Regions from separate parts of the Hordeum vulgare genome. Here region 2 is linked to region 1. The links are chromatin contacts, called in public Hi-C maps. All regions are on one chromosome and are shown on one strand. The core of a region is the stretch at or near the end of the contact, and the rest is flanking DNA. Distances in the headings are between cores, read along the strand shown. Region 1 holds the start of LOC123448111 (ethanolamine-phosphate cytidylyltransferase-like). Region 2 holds the start of LOC123448113 (bifunctional bis(5'-adenosyl)-triphosphatase/adenylylsulfatase FHIT).

The links. A called contact is a pair of places that touch in the nucleus more often than the background predicts.
Region 2: a contact with region 1 is called in a Hi-C map of leaf, with 4 times the contacts expected there. The contact joins the promoter of LOC123448113 here to the promoter of LOC123448111 in region 1. A contact is called at or near these places in 4 of 6 Hi-C or Micro-C datasets (leaf and seedling).

Annotation. Positions count from the first base shown.
Region 1 is chr4H:126,205,929-126,208,628 of MorexV3_pseudomolecules_assembly, forward strand. It overlaps LOC123448111 (ethanolamine-phosphate cytidylyltransferase-like), which reads left to right and starts at 1,305. Exons shown (of 9, transcript XM_045124884.1): 1 at 1,305-1,866. The coding sequence starts at 1,541.
Region 2 is chr4H:126,739,078-126,741,823 of MorexV3_pseudomolecules_assembly, forward strand. LOC123448113 (bifunctional bis(5'-adenosyl)-triphosphatase/adenylylsulfatase FHIT) reads right to left here and starts at 1,384. Exons shown (of 4, transcript XM_045124888.1): 1 at 1,074-1,384. The coding sequence starts at 1,187.

The DNA of each region.
Region 1 (2,700 bases), core at 55-2,554:
AAAAAGAGGAGGCGGGCAATATTTTTGATCCAAACGAAGAAGCATGCACATCGATAGTTTTTCCATCGGTCTTTGATCATGGTGCCATGCCAACATTTGCCGACGTACTAGAAAGAGATGCTAGAATCCGTTATTGCCCAACACACAAAAAACTAAAGGATGACTTGGTCGAGCATATTTGGAAAAAGTTTGGGTCACGATAGATTATGTTCATGTGTTCATTCATGTAATGCAATATATATGTTTATATATTTTAGTGATTTATATATTGGTGCTTTATGTATGGATCTATTAAAAAAAAATCATCATGCATCTATGCATGCGTGTACCAACAAGCCTAATTTGCATGGAGACAATGCCACAAATGAGCTACAATGCTAATGTCACTATAGATCCCATATTACAATAAATGTTGTTGTTTATGATACTACCCTTATGATACCATGCATTACAGATTTAGTATCATAGGCTAATATCATATACATGATACTAATATATGATACCACCCATTACAACCAACCCAAGACATGGGAGACGATGGCGCCTCGAGTCCTGACACTCGGTCCATGCTCCATGTGCTACTCTAACTCGTTGGAGACCGCACCTTCACTCCGAGGGGCTCAACCGGCCGTCGGACATGGACATGACAATGGAACTAGACGAGCGCCAACGATGATTTAGATTAGGTTTTACGTTGCAAATCCAATATTTAAACGTCGACACGTCATTATCCGCCTACAAGTCCAGTGCATCCACGGTCGTTTGGGAGACGGAATTTGCTAGGTCCGGTTGTAGCGGAAATTGCTTTTGGAGCTCGGCCTTCATGGAGGCTTTTAAATTTGAAATTCAAATTTCATTAAATTTATATTTTTACATTCAAAAAGTTCTAAAGAAAACAAAAATAAGTGAGGGCCCAATACACATGTGTGTAAATTTTTAGAAAAAAATACGTTGAAATGAGGTTTGTACGAAGAAGACAAATCTGAAGCTTTTTAAATACTATTCATCGTTTCATGACATGAATTTGTCTTTTTTGTGTAGATCGTATTTCAAGGTATTTCATCCTAAAACTTTACATATACACGTAACATTCTTCTTCATTTGCAGATTTTTTATAAAAATTTTTAAAACGAAAAGTTAAAAAAAAAATTCTATTTTTTTTGGCCTTTATGGAGCTCAGTCTCCAAACGTCCGTTCTCCGGTTGTAGCTGCCTTTTTAGTCCGCAAAATATCAGTGACACGTGTGGGCAGCACTGACGCGTTGGTCCCGTATGGCATTGAGTCAAACAGGCGAGCGGACTCCCGCTACGGTCACAGACACGGAGCTAGCTAGCCTGTGAACCGGACCACAGCTCCGTCCGTCTCCGAGACCTCCCACCCATCTCCCATGGCGAAGGCCCCTCCAGCCGCCCGCCCGCATCCCTAACCCTAGGCTAGATCCCGCCGCACCTCGCGCGCTCGCGAGACCAAACACACGCCTCTGACCACTCCCCCCCAGCCCCGCTGACTCCTCTGGGTCCGTGAGTCCATTGCTTTACCCATGGATTCGGCTAGTAGCAGCGCGCGGACGGTGGCGGCGTGCGTGATCGGCGGGATCGTGCTGGGCGCCTCGGTGGTCGCGCTGCACCTCGGCGCTGGCCCCGCGGCCCCGAGTCTGCCACCGGTCGAGGCCCTCCGGCGGCGCTTCCGCCGCCGCTGCCGCCCCGTGCGGGTCTACATGGACGGCTGCTTCGACATGATGCACTACGGTCACTGCAACGCGCTGCGCCAGGCACGGGCGCTCGGGGACGAGCTCGTCGTCGGCGTCGTCAGCGACGACGAGATCACCGCCAACAAGGGACCCCCCGTCACGCCGCTCCACGAGAGGTCATCCCGCATCCCTTCGTAATTCTAGTGTTTGCTTGCGCCATGTGTAAGATCGCCGCTAAGTTTTGTGCTACAGCCAACATTTTGTTCCAATGAGAACATAACCACGACAATATTTTCCCCTCTGGTTGATGCTTGTTGTCATGTTGTGGGACTCGCTCTAATTATATTCTTACAATGCAAACTGCTGGGGAACACTTGTGGCTGTCGTTCGTTGTTAGGATTCAGGGCAAACTTTTAGTGTCATTATGTGAATTAATGTGTTTGCCGAGTTGCTACCGTGCGGACCAGTTGCATACTTGCATCAAAGTTTTCTTTTTAGCTTGAATTCTAAGGTGATGTTTTGTGGGCAGGACGGACTGTTTGGCGTTCTCAAACTTGTATGGATTTAAAACATAGCAGTAGCTCGAATGTTAGAATTGTTTCGTTTGTTGATTAGTAACAATGAAAAAAGTGGCTCTAAGTTATGGTTAGCTAGTTGTACTGTTGTGTTGCATGAATGATTTGAATCGGGCTATAGTATTACTAGTTCTGAAGTTAAGTGTGTTTTTGGTCAGTAGATAGCTTGTCTGGATCTGGGATGGGCTAATCGGCCCAAGCAGTAGATAGCCCTGGAAATGTTCGCTAATGCTGGAGTCACTAACCACTTGGTGAGTCTGTGCATTTCATTTTATATGGTCAATGTGGTATGCCTGCTGTGTGCTCTGCTTGGCTGATTGGTAGTAACAAATCAAGTTTGCTCAAACGACATTAATACATTTTAGAAAATTTGCTATCCCAGTAGCTTTTTTGTTCGCAATTGCGCTTATGATGGATGCAATTCTTGCCGTGTCA
Region 2 (2,746 bases), core at 134-2,633, 530 kb after region 1:
TTTAGTAGGCATAATAAACAAGCAAGTGAATCAAAGTTATTGATGGTATGACAAAACGAGGAGACCCCATCCAGGCATGTCCTCATTAGCATTCTCATAAAGTCTAAATATCGTCTTTGCCAAATCAAAGGATATGACCTGCAGAGTAAGATTGACATAGGTAAATACAAAATAGCAGCCAGAAGTACAAAAGATACAAATCTAAAATTACAAATAGCTGTTGTAGAAAATGGAAACAAAAATAAATCGACCGTTCATGAACATGGTGATTTGTTCAAACAGATAATTTAAACGGCTTATATGTCTAAGAACTACTCCCTCCGCCCCGAAATGTAAGACGTGTTTTTATACTACCATAGTATCAAAAAATGTCTTGCATTTCGGGACAGAGGGAGTACATAGGATGGCATAAATGGGTAGCTAAGAACTATAAAGGAAATCATGCATTGCAGGATCAAGAAGATGGGGTCTAGGAACCATGTACGGATAAAACAAAACAAGCCACTCCAGCTCGATGGTGTTTTTCCTTGTCTTTTGGCAAATGAAGTGTGGGAGGGAAGCATGGCATTCTCTTAAGCAAATAAAAAAGCTTGACTGCAGAGTAGTACTTAGACATATTTCTCCCAGGTTAACGTTGAAGCTGGCAAATAAAAGAATGAAACCCGTTCGCCTACTTATTTCTCCCAGGTTAACGTTGAAGCTAAAGCACAGCAGAAGATCTCCATTCTCGAAGCTGGGCATAACTTCCCGAAATAAACGAAATTGGGATCTAATCTGTCTATCAATAGTTAACACGGTCCAGTGTGTTTAAATTATTTCCATAATGGTCTGAAGAGTGAATTTCTTATCTATCATCTGGTCTAAACAAATCTTATGTGTCATCAGCTGCATCCGCAAGGGCGGGCTAATTTTTCTAAGCATGTGTCGCATGCCCACATGCGATTCATCATCGAGATATATACCTACCGTGATTCTAGGTCAGGAGCCGCAGACTGGCATTAAATTTTCTAAGAATGTGTCGCATGCTCACAAGAGGCGAGGCAGGGGAAAGGGGCGAAGAAGGCGCCGAGATTACCAGGGAGGAGGGGGCGGAGGTTGACCATGGCGTACGAGAGGGGCGTGGCGTGGAAGACCTCCCTCGCGTCGATCTTATACGGCCCGAACTTGTACCGCGGCGGCTCCTCCATCCTCGGAGCGGGGAAGACGAGGAGGAGACGGAGGACGAAAGCGGACGCAGGCAGCAAGGAGGCCGCGGCGGCGGGGCGACTGGGGAGAGGGCGGAGAGCTCAAGCTGCCTGCAGATAGCGAAAACAGCGACTTGGAGACAGCTTTTTGTGAAGTTCGTCCCCCAACCCGAAAGCGTCGACCGACTGATTTCGTGCAGAAATCACTAGCGGTCGGACCCGTCCCTCCTGGTCCCGTTAACAGCGTCTCTAACAGACCCCGTATCTATATGTTCCTGATTTTTTAATTGCGGGATCGTATAAAATTAATTTGCAGAAACGCATAAGCTCACACACAACATGATTGATATGTTTGAGGGCGGCTGGCCAGCAAATGAAGACGGTAAGGCGCGGGCAACCGTTTGTTCGGAACGACAGTGAAGGTAGGATTGACGCCGGAGAGAGGGTATACGGTTGGGTTCAGCATGACGACGTCGAAAAGGATTCTGGTGTGGATCTGGGGGTGAGGAGAGCTGATGATGGATTTTGGATATAATATGAGACTGTTGAGTGAAACGGGGGCGGACAATGGGGGTGTTGGCAGCTTCAGTAAAAAGGGTAAAAAGAGAACATCGGTCGCCCCGCGGAAAGCATGTGCAAACGATTGCATCTATGAATCTGTGTGCACAAAAACCATAAATTTGTTTGAAATGAAGACATGATCTCACCATTTCGCCTTGAATTTTTTTTCACGATACACAATCATCATTATACCCTAGTATTAATTTTCTCATGCATTTCGGGACTCGTTTGCTATTTTTAAGTTTTTTTTGTATTTGTTATGCATTTAGTGCATATAAATCAAATATCAACTATAGCTACATGTGGATGTTGGTAAAGAATGCTCTATAAAATCATTTATGTGTCATTTTGCGTGTTTTCATTCATTGCACAAGGTATTGAAAGAATTTTCAAACGTTTCGGTTACGAGATGCGCGCACCAGCGTAGTGCTTGTTGGTGCACTAATTGCAAGAAATGCAAATGGACTCCCCAAATCACAGAAGTCGGTGATTCACCGTGGCGTGATCTCAAGACACCGTATAATTTTTTGGTAAAGTTTGGCACATGTGTGATGACCGCTCCTTGAAAACCAGAGCATCTCACAAGAAGAATCATAGTTTTCGAAAGGAGACATGGCAATTCGAACTCCAATCGACGGTGACTTCATCGCTTCGCCTTGAAATTACTCCCACGACGGGCAATCACCATTGTACGCTAGGTTTGATTTTCTAGCACATTTCAGGGCTCATTTGCTATATTTAAGCTCTTTTAGCTTTTATCGGTCATTTAGTCATACAAATGAAATCACAATTACAACTACATGTGTTGACGCGAGGGATAAGAACATCTGTAGCAAACCCCTTATATTGCGTTGAACTACAAAATAACCGTCAGTTTACAATTTTGCGCCGAAAAAATGGACCGAAGAGACACCTTATACGCCCCTAGTAAATTGCGCCCCCCCGAGTCGCAAAAACAAAGGTTGTCCCCCTACCCCGTCGACGCTATTGATAACCCACAA